Linked DNA regions of Mus musculus: region 2 is linked to region 1. Evidence: chromatin contacts called from public HiCAR-type data. All regions are on one chromosome and are shown on one strand. The core of a region is the stretch at or near the end of the contact, and the rest is flanking DNA. Distances in the headings are between cores, read along the strand shown.

Region 1 (5,143 bases), core at 1,352-3,851:
CATGGCTGGAAACGAAACAGGGTGATATACACTCAGCCTGGTCAACTGAACACTTTCTTCCGGGCTCGGTCTACACCCGGGGCTACACCGGCAGCCCGCGGCGTCGGGGTTGGGGGTGGAGGGAGGCGGGGAGAGGATGGGGGTTTAGGGATGCAGGGGGAAGGGCAAAAGAGGTGGAACAGCGATGAAGAAAGGAAAGGGCTGATCCCGGGACGACCCAGAGCTGGAAAGCTGTTGAGGGTCTACACTCATTTCCAAACGCCCCCCCCCCGCGCTCCACCCCCTTCCCGCAGACAGTCCCACTCTGATGAGCTTCTTCTTTGAAGCTCAGGGTCGACAGGATTTCTAGAAGCCATGCTCTAGAAATGAAGTTGAATTGCACAATAAGAAAGTTGTCCTCTGTGACTATAAGGCACAGGGTTGGCCTGGAAAGATCCTGTTGCCCTGTTTTGTTTTGTTTTTCTGAGGGTATGGGGGAACTCAGGAAAGGTAATGAAAGATAAAGCTCACTGACCTTCAGCAGAGTTATTGGAGTTTTCGAGGAAATTAAAGGTGGACAGTGTCGTAATTCAGCGAAGGACAAAGTTTCCAAGATTTTAAAAAAGAGCTATTGGGAATCCAGCCCGTCAGATCTCCCTGAAATACAGACACAGGAAGTTTCAGGATGTCTTCCCACCGAGACTTGGGCTGGGCAGATGCAGACTCACTCAGCAGGCCCTTCAAGTGCTTCCTTGGAAATGAGTGTGAAGACTTTACCCAACAGCATCTTAAAATGAAATGTGCAGAGACAAGGTGGCTAAACAGCAGATAATGCCGCTCATCTCCCAGTGTAAATCCCTGCAGAGAAAGCATCCTGTGGGGAAATTATCCCATGAGTCTACCAGATACTGATCAATATAATGAATTGGCCCCTTTGCTGTAGATGGAAGGGCCTTTGTCATTCTACTTTATGTCAAACCTAAGAAGTCTGGGTAAAGGAAAAACACAGCATCAAAGCTTCCTCTTAATATCTCTCTTAGAGTCCAGTGGACTTTTCTCTTAGAAGGAGAAAGAAAGTTAAAAGAACTCGAGAGTAAACCGTGAAAAAAAAAATACAGATCCAACCCTTAGGAAACGTTAGCAAGGCCTGGACAACCAAACAGCCAATGTGGGAGCAAGTGTGTAGCTTTAGTAATTGCTTTTGGTTCAACACAGGATCTTAAGGGACAAGCGAATTGGTGTTCCTCCAGAGAACTGGATTTTCAACATCTTTAATGGCCCAGAGGTGATGAGAGAGATCTCTACTTTACCAGGAGTATCTTGGGTCAACTGCAGAGGGAAAGAAATATTACGCATATGATATTGGCACCAAAGTTAGAAGCACTTCTCAGCACAGCAAACTGGACACCTTCTCCACAATGCTTTCCACAGGCTGCCTACTTGCTGGGACAAGGCATTCTTGTGTCCTAGCTATTTTTTTTTTCAGATGTTCCCACTTGCAAGGCATTCTAGAGCATAGACGATCTTGTTGATAAAGTAAAGAAACCTGAACACCCTCTCCTTTGCTCCCTCCCCTCTCCGCCCCCCCCCCCACTTCTTCCACAATCTTGCTTTGCTTCAAGGAGCGGAGAAGGTTAACAAGACAAACCAGAGGACTTTTGCTTTATCTCCCCACCCCCATCCGCCGCCGCCCTTGAAAATATGTCTGTTCTGGATATTAACCCGTGGCTATGTCACAGTTTCATAACCGTATTCTTTACCTCACGCACACACTGACACACTATCCAAGGACAACATATATCAAAACCAGTCATTTCAGGCAACTTCGCTACAGGACCCTCTACCGACACTACCCTTACTCGACGATATCCGGGAAACCTCCACCAGCGGGCGAGCCGAGCGACACTGTTCCCAAGCAACACGTAAACTTTCTCTCCCGGACTGTTTCCCACATGTTCGCGAGATGGAGCCTCCTCAAGCCACAATCAATTTCACACCAAGAGCAAACTTTGCGCACATCTCCACCGGCAAGTCCGCTTCTCCTAAAACTGTGGGAGTCCCCTTGCCACATCCACCAATGAGAAGCCTGGAAACCTCTGCCGGCAGCCAACTCCCCCCCCTTTACGCTAGCACCGGAGTTCCAGCAGAGGCTCGGCGGAGCTGCGCGCGCCCACTCGCCATCCCCCTTCCCCAGCCCCTTCGCGCTCCGCGGCTCGGGCGACCACTTGCAGAGAACCCGTTCCCTGGTACGCGGAGACCGGGAGGACGCGTGACCGCGGGCGGCCCCGCCGCAGCTACTCACTTGTCCGCTCTCTTCATTCATTCAACTCCGCCGAAGTGCAGTTCCCTCCGGGAGCAGAGGAGCCCGGGTCCGCGGGAGCGCTGCGGAAGCGGGGCGCGGAGAGCCACACGCAGCCAGCCCGGCCGCAGGAGAGGGAGGCAGCCAGCGGGGCCGGAGAGAGGGACGCGGAGCTGTGCGGAGCCGCGGGGCGGACTGGCCCTGGCCGCCAATGTGCCTTTGTTTATGTGGCTCGAGCTGCTGCTGCCAACATGCACCTAAAGTCTGCGCGCGTCAGCCCGCGTCAGCGGCCCGCGGTCCAATCGCCGAGCCGCCGCGCTCCCCGGACTCCTGGCCCGCGCTCGCTTTGGTATATTTCCGACCTGACGTCACGACTGGGGCTGATTTTAAGGTGGGAACGGTTCACCTTGGTAGCCCACTTGGGTGGATTTTTTTTTTTTCCGAAAGAAGTGTGACTTCTGCAACCCAGGTCCGTGAAGTCCGTGGTGATGCTACGCTCCACCTGCCCCTCCCCCGCCCCAGACCTTGCGTCCTCACACGTGGGGAGGGTGCAACAAAAGCTTGAACGGAAAAGAACACTCGCGTGGGCCAGGTAGCTAGCACCTGGGCCGAGAGGGCAGAGGTGTGCCTTGCAGCTCCCCAACATACCCTCCTCACACCCTTTAGCAGAAGTGGAGACAGTTGTCCCGTGGCTCGTAACTCTCCAAAGACTTGGGCGTTAGATGGGATTCCCCTAGTCCGTGCATCCCCCTTCTCCCTTTTTAAAAACCCACTCTTCCTCCCGCTTCGAAGGATGAGAGGTCAGGCCCTTTCCCCTTCTTTACAGAAACTAAAAAGACGTACTATCTAAAGCAATGTGGGAGGAAGGAGGGTAGACAGTGAGCCAAGTCTTAGAGGACCCCACAAGTAGGAGTGAACTGTTGCCAGCTTTCTCTCGCAGACAATACATTAAAGGATCCGGCAACAGGTGCGCCTCCAGCCCAGAGGTGATCTGAACCATCGCCCCCAAGCCCCTCGGTCAACTCTTGACAGAGTTGACATTTCGCTGTGCCCACCAAGCCCTTCAGTCCCTTTCACAGGTTTCTGAAACGCAGGGGCTGTCGTGCCTGCAACCAAGAAGAAAGCATGGAGGGAGAAGCAGCAAGGGGAGTGGAGCTCGAGGCGGGGTGGGTCTCGCCCAAAACGGAGAGTATGTGCCCATTGCCCCAGCCCAGGGTCCGGGTGAACTGTGGGAGCGTGCCCTACCCCCGCGTTCCTCTCAATCGCCTCCAGCTCCGCTCTGCAAGACAATCCGCTCCCCCTCCTCCCAAGCGCGTGGATCTTTCTAGCAAAGGAATCGCAGATCCTCCAGAGGGCTAACCCTACTCCCAGTACCCCCGTGAAGCTGGCCAGACAGGCCTCTTCGGGTTTCTCTCAAGACCAGGAAGGGACTGAGGCCAAGGGAGAGCGACTTTGTAGGGTCCCCTTCTTCTCCCAGGACAGCGCTCCTCCTCCCCTTCTCCCGAGCGTTGGCTCGCTCCCAAGCTACCCGGGCGAGCGGTGTGTGTGTGTGTGTGTGTGTGTGTGTGTGTGTGTGTGTGTGTGTGTGCGCGTGCGTGTGTGTGTGTGTGTGTGTGTGTGTGTGTGTGCAATATACACCTCGGCCCCCTCTCGGTGATCCTAACACCCCGGGAGAACACCGCGGAACTCTCGGGGTTGTGGGGTTGCTCATTCCTAGCCTGCACCTCCGCCTTTGCCAGCTCCAAGCTGAGCGAGCCTGTGGCTGCAGAGGCGTTGCCATCGGGTGCCCTGCGGCTGCCCAGACAAGCCGCGGGCTCCACTGTGCATCGGCCTCCGGGAAACCTACGTGACCACCTTAAGTTTCCCCCAGATGTTGCGGCTGCCTCTCCAGCTGCTGCCGCTACGGCTCAGCGGTGCCCTAATGGGCGCGAGGAAAAAAAAAAAAAAAAAAATCCAGGAAGTGGGGGTGCAAGAGGGGGGCAGGGTGAAGAACAACTTATTAGTGTGAGCTCGGCAGCGTCAGCGCCCCGTGGGCAGGAGCGATTCCACGCGAACGAAAGGGAAAAAGTGAGAGTTTGGAGAGCAATGGAGAAGGAAGGGGTGGGGGTGGCGGTGACGCAGGGGCGCAGGCATTGACGCACCGGCCAGGCTGGGCCCAAAATAGAAGCAACTCCAGCTCACAGGCGCCCTCCCGGGTTCCCTTCCCCTTCCGTGAGGGAGCAGGGTGCGGTCACCAGGAGCTTTCCTTGATCCTCGCGGTGGGCCAGGTTCCCGGCAGCTATCTTCAGACAGTCGGAAACCCAAGCTTAGCGACACTGGGGTGGAAGTTATTATTTTTTAATACAGTTCCAGGAGAGCGGGTATCAGGAGTTTAAGGTCGTAGCCACAGACCTCCCTACACAAAAGCGGCTAAGTAGATATGTTGCCCTCTGCAAGCTTCTCTCCCCGAGTCATTAAAAACACATTCAGTTTAGGTTGAGTTGAGTCTGGGGACATTTTAAAAATGCTCTCCTAGAGTGAGGAAAGAGGGCCTGGAGTTCTTATACTGAACACCAAGGAGCAAGCACAGTAACGAGGGTTTTTCTTTAGCAACCTCCAGTGCTTGGTTTCCTGATAAGAAAAGCCTTTGCTCAAGGCTTGTTATACCCAAGATCAAAAGGCAGAGGTCTTAGCAGTTTACTACAATAGTAAGTGAGAATAGGGTAATTATAATATGTAAATGAGAGGAAGTGAAGACTTTTTTTCATCCAAGTGTGAGTTTTCCCTCTTTTCAAATTTGCGTTCAGCTTCCCTGGATGTTACTACGACTGAGGAAAGATTCATAAACTCATTTAAAGTAATTCTTGGCTGGGACTATTCTACGGT
Region 2 (5,143 bases), core at 1,459-3,958, 2.0 Mb after region 1:
AATGTGATAAGTCTCTGTGAATGTCTTATAGTGGATACATTTATTCGTATTTAAATAGTCTCTTCTGTTTATATATATATATATATATTTTTAAAAAAACCCTACCTTCCCAAGTAATTCCAAATACTGCCAAGTTAAAAACTTGGTTTTCATTTGTTTGTTTGAGTGAGGGTTTCATGAAGCCAAGGCTGTCCTGAAACTTACTATGTGTAAAAAAGTGAAGGATGAACTTCTGAGCTAGAGCCTCTGCCTCCCAAGTGCTGCAATTATAGGCATGTAACCTACTCCTGGTCCAAAGGACACTGTTAGGTGAGAGAACTCAGTTGGCAAAGCCAGCTGAGATTCTGTGGGCAGAGGGTGTGACCTTTGGAACAATTTCAGTTGTACTCAGGGTCAAAGCAACAGGTATGAAAAAGCAGAGTTCTTCCTGTACACTGCTTCTGGGAAAGGAAAGGCCAGCATATAAAGAGGGAGGCTAAGCAGAAAAAACCAGATATTTGGGAGCCTACGGGAGAAGCTCGGGGGGGGGGGGGGAGAGCATATAAAAGGCACCCTGAGAAAGTATAAGCAACAGAGAAAAGTCCTGTTGGTGAGAGTACTGTTGTGCGCTTGGTTGCACAGTGGGAGTTGAGCAGATAAGAGGGCCAGGACCCAGGGCCTCTCATCAGATTCCCAGAATCTTAAGATCTCCTGCAAAGTGGAGGGATCCTCAGGAAGACAGACTTGACATCAGAAACGAGGCAGATGTGGGAGGGGCTCTCTAGGAGAAGTTAAGAAAAACATTTCTCCACTAAATGTAAAAAGTAATACTGAATGACAAATGAGTTAGGGGACATCCATTATTCTTGATGGGTTTCAGCAACATTTTATTCACTGACAATGGAAATGACATGTAGGTTGCACATATAAAAACAATAGAAAATTATTTGACAGATATGCGTTTTGAGAAAGATACAAAAGAAAATAATTTTTAGAGTAAAACCAAAATTGTTTTTTTTCCCCCTTCCTTCTATGAAGGACGAAAAAAAGAGACCCATTTTCTCCTTTGAGTAGGCAAATATTACATTCATTTAGTATTACTTAAATTAAGAACAAACAAATTATTGGTATCTTGACTATACATTTAAAATATCTTACTTATCTTTTCATTTTAACTTTTTCCATTCGATGAACAAACACACAATAGCAAGAAAACAACAACAAACACAAGAAAAACTCAAAAGCAGGCAATTTTCCTAATGACAAGCCATGAGATATCTTTTCCTCCAACCTTAATGTTTGCTTCTAAAATATTTAAGTGGTACATCCACATGCTCATGCATTTTGTTCTACAGTCCAATCCTGCACGGAACTGTCAATTAAAATCAAGTTTACAATAAGTACCAAGGAGATTCATTTTCCAAGCAAGTTGCCATATTAACATTTCTTAGGCTATATTTTATAGCATAAAAGCCAAAACATGCCACCCAATTAAAATTCAGAATGTAAATTAGATATATAGAGCTTGCATACACAATAATCTGCTTCTCACAACAAAATATTTGTAATGTAAAATTCCTATCAGCTTTCCCCACAAAATATAACAAGGAAAATTAATATCCCTTATTGTGAAGGGAGATAGTATAATATTTTTTTCTTTTTACTAAAGAGGATATTATGAAAATAACAAAGCCACCAAAAGAAGAAACATGAATACATCGGTGGCTATATGCTAGAGTGGTACTATTTTTAAAATATGTTATGAAGCAATATCATGTGTAAAAGTTCCAGATTAATAGCTACCATCTAATTATGAACATCACTCATCAAAAATAATTAGCACGAGCAAACTAGCACAAAATGATTTAAAATGAAAGTAGAGCACTCATTATTAAAGGTCAAGATTTGGGTGCGAATGCTCCCCTGTCCCAATTCATCATTTCCTTACCGATTTTAGTATTAATCTGGAAAACTGCCAGAAAGCAAAAATCCATCATTTGTAATCTATTTTTTTCTTTTTGAGAAATCATTGGGATGAATTCTGGCACTTCTCCAGCCTCAGACAAACTGGGAAGAGCATGCACCTGCCAAGCTCAGCACAGAAAGCACATAGTCCAAGAGGGAGGGGCGGAGGAGAGATCAGACTTGCTGTTTTGGGAAGCAGAGAACTCATTCTGTTGCGGGCTGGTCCTTTAGTACAACCCCACTCAGTTTCCTTACCAAAATACCACGTGCAAGAAATCCTGTTTTCGTTGGGAGGGGTTATAGGCTGGAAGAACCAAAAATCAGAGGAAATGTAGACTCAGGGAAGGGGGAGTGGTTGGAGAAAGAATTCAAGTGACCCTGTGACGTCAGGAAGAAGCAGAGATTTAAGGAATGGAGTGGAAACTCACCGGGCTGCACAGATCTCAAAGGTCAAAATGCATATAGCCTCGCATGCTCCCCAGATGCAGGAAAAATGAAACGCCCACTCCTGAGCTTTCAATGTAAAGTAGAAGTCCGGGGGCTCAGTTGTTTCTGCCTTTGACGCTGGGGACAAGCCCTACCATGCAGAGTCTTGGCAATACTCAAAAGCAAGACCCGCCCGATTTCAGAGCCCTCTCCCGGGAATCCCCTAATACTCCTTCCCCCCACCCCCTCCCGCGCCGGAGGCTACAGACACCTTCATCTTCACTCCCCACCTTCTCCTGGCCCTCTAGCTCTTAACAGCATCGGTCTCCATGGCGACCTGAAACCGCAGCTCCCATTGGCTCGTTCAATATGAGGGCCGGGCCAATGGGGAGGGCCGGCCCTCTCCTTCCGCCCAATGGGGCGGGCGCGGAGCCTGTCTGGGGACGGCAGCGTGCTGACGTTCCCGGGTGCCGGGACTGGCCGGGCGGGCGGGCGGGCTGGCGGCGGGGCGGCGGCCTCTGAGCAGTCTAGAGGGCTCCGGGGCTGAGTGCGCGTGGACGCCGGCCGCGGCGGCGGCACTATGGGCACGGGGTAGAGGCGAGCTGCCGCCGCCACCGGGGTGGTGGGAGAGCCTCTTCGGGGGAGGGGGCGGGAGGGGAGGGAGGGGAGGGCAGCGGCGAGGCTGCCGCACTTCGGCCAGTTTGCTCCGGTGCCGCAGCGGCGACCCTTCGGCGTGGATGTCCCTGGTCCCTGGAGCGACGACGGCCTCCGCCTGAGCTGGAAAGTAAGTGCGCGGGGCTGGCGGGAGGGCTCGGGGCTCTGGGGTGCTAGCTGCCCAGAGCGCGTCGAGCCGGGACCTGGCGGCGGCCAGGCGCCCCCCGCGGCTCCCTGGCTCGGATCTCTCGGTCCCCGCCGCGTGCTCCGCCATCCCGCCCGCCTCTCCCCTCCCCCCGGCGGCGCACAACTTTGCCCCGCACAGCTCGGCGCGGCCGCTTTTCCTCCCGCACCGCGCCACCGCTTCTCGAACTTGAGCCCCGAGGCTCCCGCGCGCCGTCGTGCCCGGGACCGGCCGTCTGTGTGTCCGTCCCTCGCTCCACCGAAGCAACCGCCAGCCGTGCCTCCCACGCTCGCCCGGCGTGTCGCCCGGGCCCCCAGAGCAGCGCTGGTGCCCGTGACGACCGCCCGGAGGGTCCAGGGCTCCCAGCTTGCAGCTGCAAACCGCACGCTCCTCCCTAGCGGGCGCCCCAGCCTTAAGGCTCCAGGCTGCCCTCCCGCGCCGCACTGCCTCCTCGCGCTGCCAGGAGTTAGAGCGAGCAGCTGCACCCAACGGAGGGTCGTGGGTCCCTGTCCCCTCTTACTCCTTGGGAAACGAGAGGGCGAGCGGCGGGACCGGGTTTTGGCGGCATAGTGACTGAGTGCGACACCCGGCGAGCGCGGGCAGCGGAGGCGCCGCGGTTGCTCCGGGCGCCGCGATAGGCAGGTGTGTGCGTCCAACGGGCGACGCGCGCTGCCAGCTTGTAGGCTGGCGACAGATTGTGCTGGAATGCAAGGAATGCACCAGGGACAGAGTCCGCACGGGCCGCGGCCGCACTAGCGCCTTCCCGGCCCTGATCTCGCCGCGTAGCCAGAGGTCACGGCGCATCTTCAGAGCTGGTAAGCCTCGTTCACTCTCCTGCCTCCGCTTCTCTCCCTGCGGCAGAGGGCGGTGGAGAGGGAAGCGCGGTAGTTTTCTTGGGGCTCCAGCCTATGGTTCTGGATTTTTTGCTGCATTGGTCTCCAGGACCGTGAATTTAGGTGTCAGTGTACCCAAGGTTATTATTGATCGTTGCAGAAGGCTCTTGGCAAGTTTGCTTTTGCAAGATTTGGATAGTGCGTGGTTTTTTTTTTTTTTTTTTTTTTTAACCAGGGTTTTCTGAATACCAGCAGAGACAGGGCCGAATGTTCTTGAGTAAGCTTGCAGCCAACATCTTTTAGCTGTATCAGAAAATGTCTTTTAGTGCTCCAGGTCCGGGGTGTATTGCAAGAGATCTTGAATGCATCACTGCTGTCATGAGGATCGGAATATTTTCCATCGTCATACTGGGCTGTGTTTAGGCCTCGTATAATACATAATGAATAGTAACAGAGCAGCAGTGTTTGGCCAGCGATGGGACAGATAGAACTGTCTGGTACAGTTAAATTCGGGGCGTGTAAGTTACCACTGCAAGTAACCCGGGGACATCACAGTCATGTATATTTCAATATGTAATTTATTAGTGGAAAGCGCCATTTCTTTCTTTGTCACTCAGTTTAACTGAATAAAAAGCACAGTCCTACAACTTATAAAGATTGGTAAATATGTATAAAATTGGTAACGACTAGTATACATTTCCTTCCTTTCTTCCTTCCTTCCTTTCTTTCTTTCTTTCTTTCTTTCTTTCTTTCTTTCCTAAATTAATACAGAAAAGCAAAATTTTGACAGATGCTCTCCCAGAACCAGGGTTAGGTTTTTGCTTTTGAGAAAGTAGAAGAAATTGTCTCTTTTTAAATGGAGTATATCCCATGGAGCATTTCTGATACCTAAGAAACAGTTGTGGGAAATGGTATGGTGAAAGCAAGAACAATGTCTGGAGGAAGTGTTTCTGGCTGAAGGCATACGGTGTGTGCTTCCATTCCACAGTCTGCTTTGAAGGTTGCTGGCACTAGACAACCTTCTGCATTTGGTTATTTTCCCTCAGATTCAGGAAAATAAGCCAGTAGTTCAACCAGTCACCTGTCTTCTGACCCCTACTTT

Evidence for each region. HiCAR-type assays count read pairs that join an accessible place to other places.
Region 2: a HiCAR-type map of astrocytes shows a contact between it and region 1, with 4 times the contacts expected there. The contact joins the promoter of Ccdc148 here to the promoter of Nr4a2 in region 1. A contact is called at or near these places in 1 of 39 promoter capture datasets (embryonic stem cells) and 1 of 115 datasets of contacts at active chromatin or transcription factors (astrocytes).

The regions. Positions count from the first base shown.
Region 1 is chr2:57,112,437-57,117,579 of GRCm38.p6, forward strand. It overlaps Nr4a2 (nuclear receptor subfamily 4, group A, member 2), which reads right to left and starts at 2,602. Exons shown (of 8, transcript NM_013613.2): 1 at 2,282-2,602; 2 at 515-636; 3 at 1-5. The coding sequence starts at 3.
Region 2 is chr2:59,157,975-59,163,117 of GRCm38.p6, forward strand. It overlaps Ccdc148 (coiled-coil domain containing 148), which reads right to left and starts at 2,709. Exons shown (of 15, transcript NM_001372501.1): 1 at 2,373-2,709. It overlaps Pkp4 (plakophilin 4), which reads left to right and starts at 2,876. Exons shown (of 22, transcript NM_026361.2): 1 at 2,876-3,154.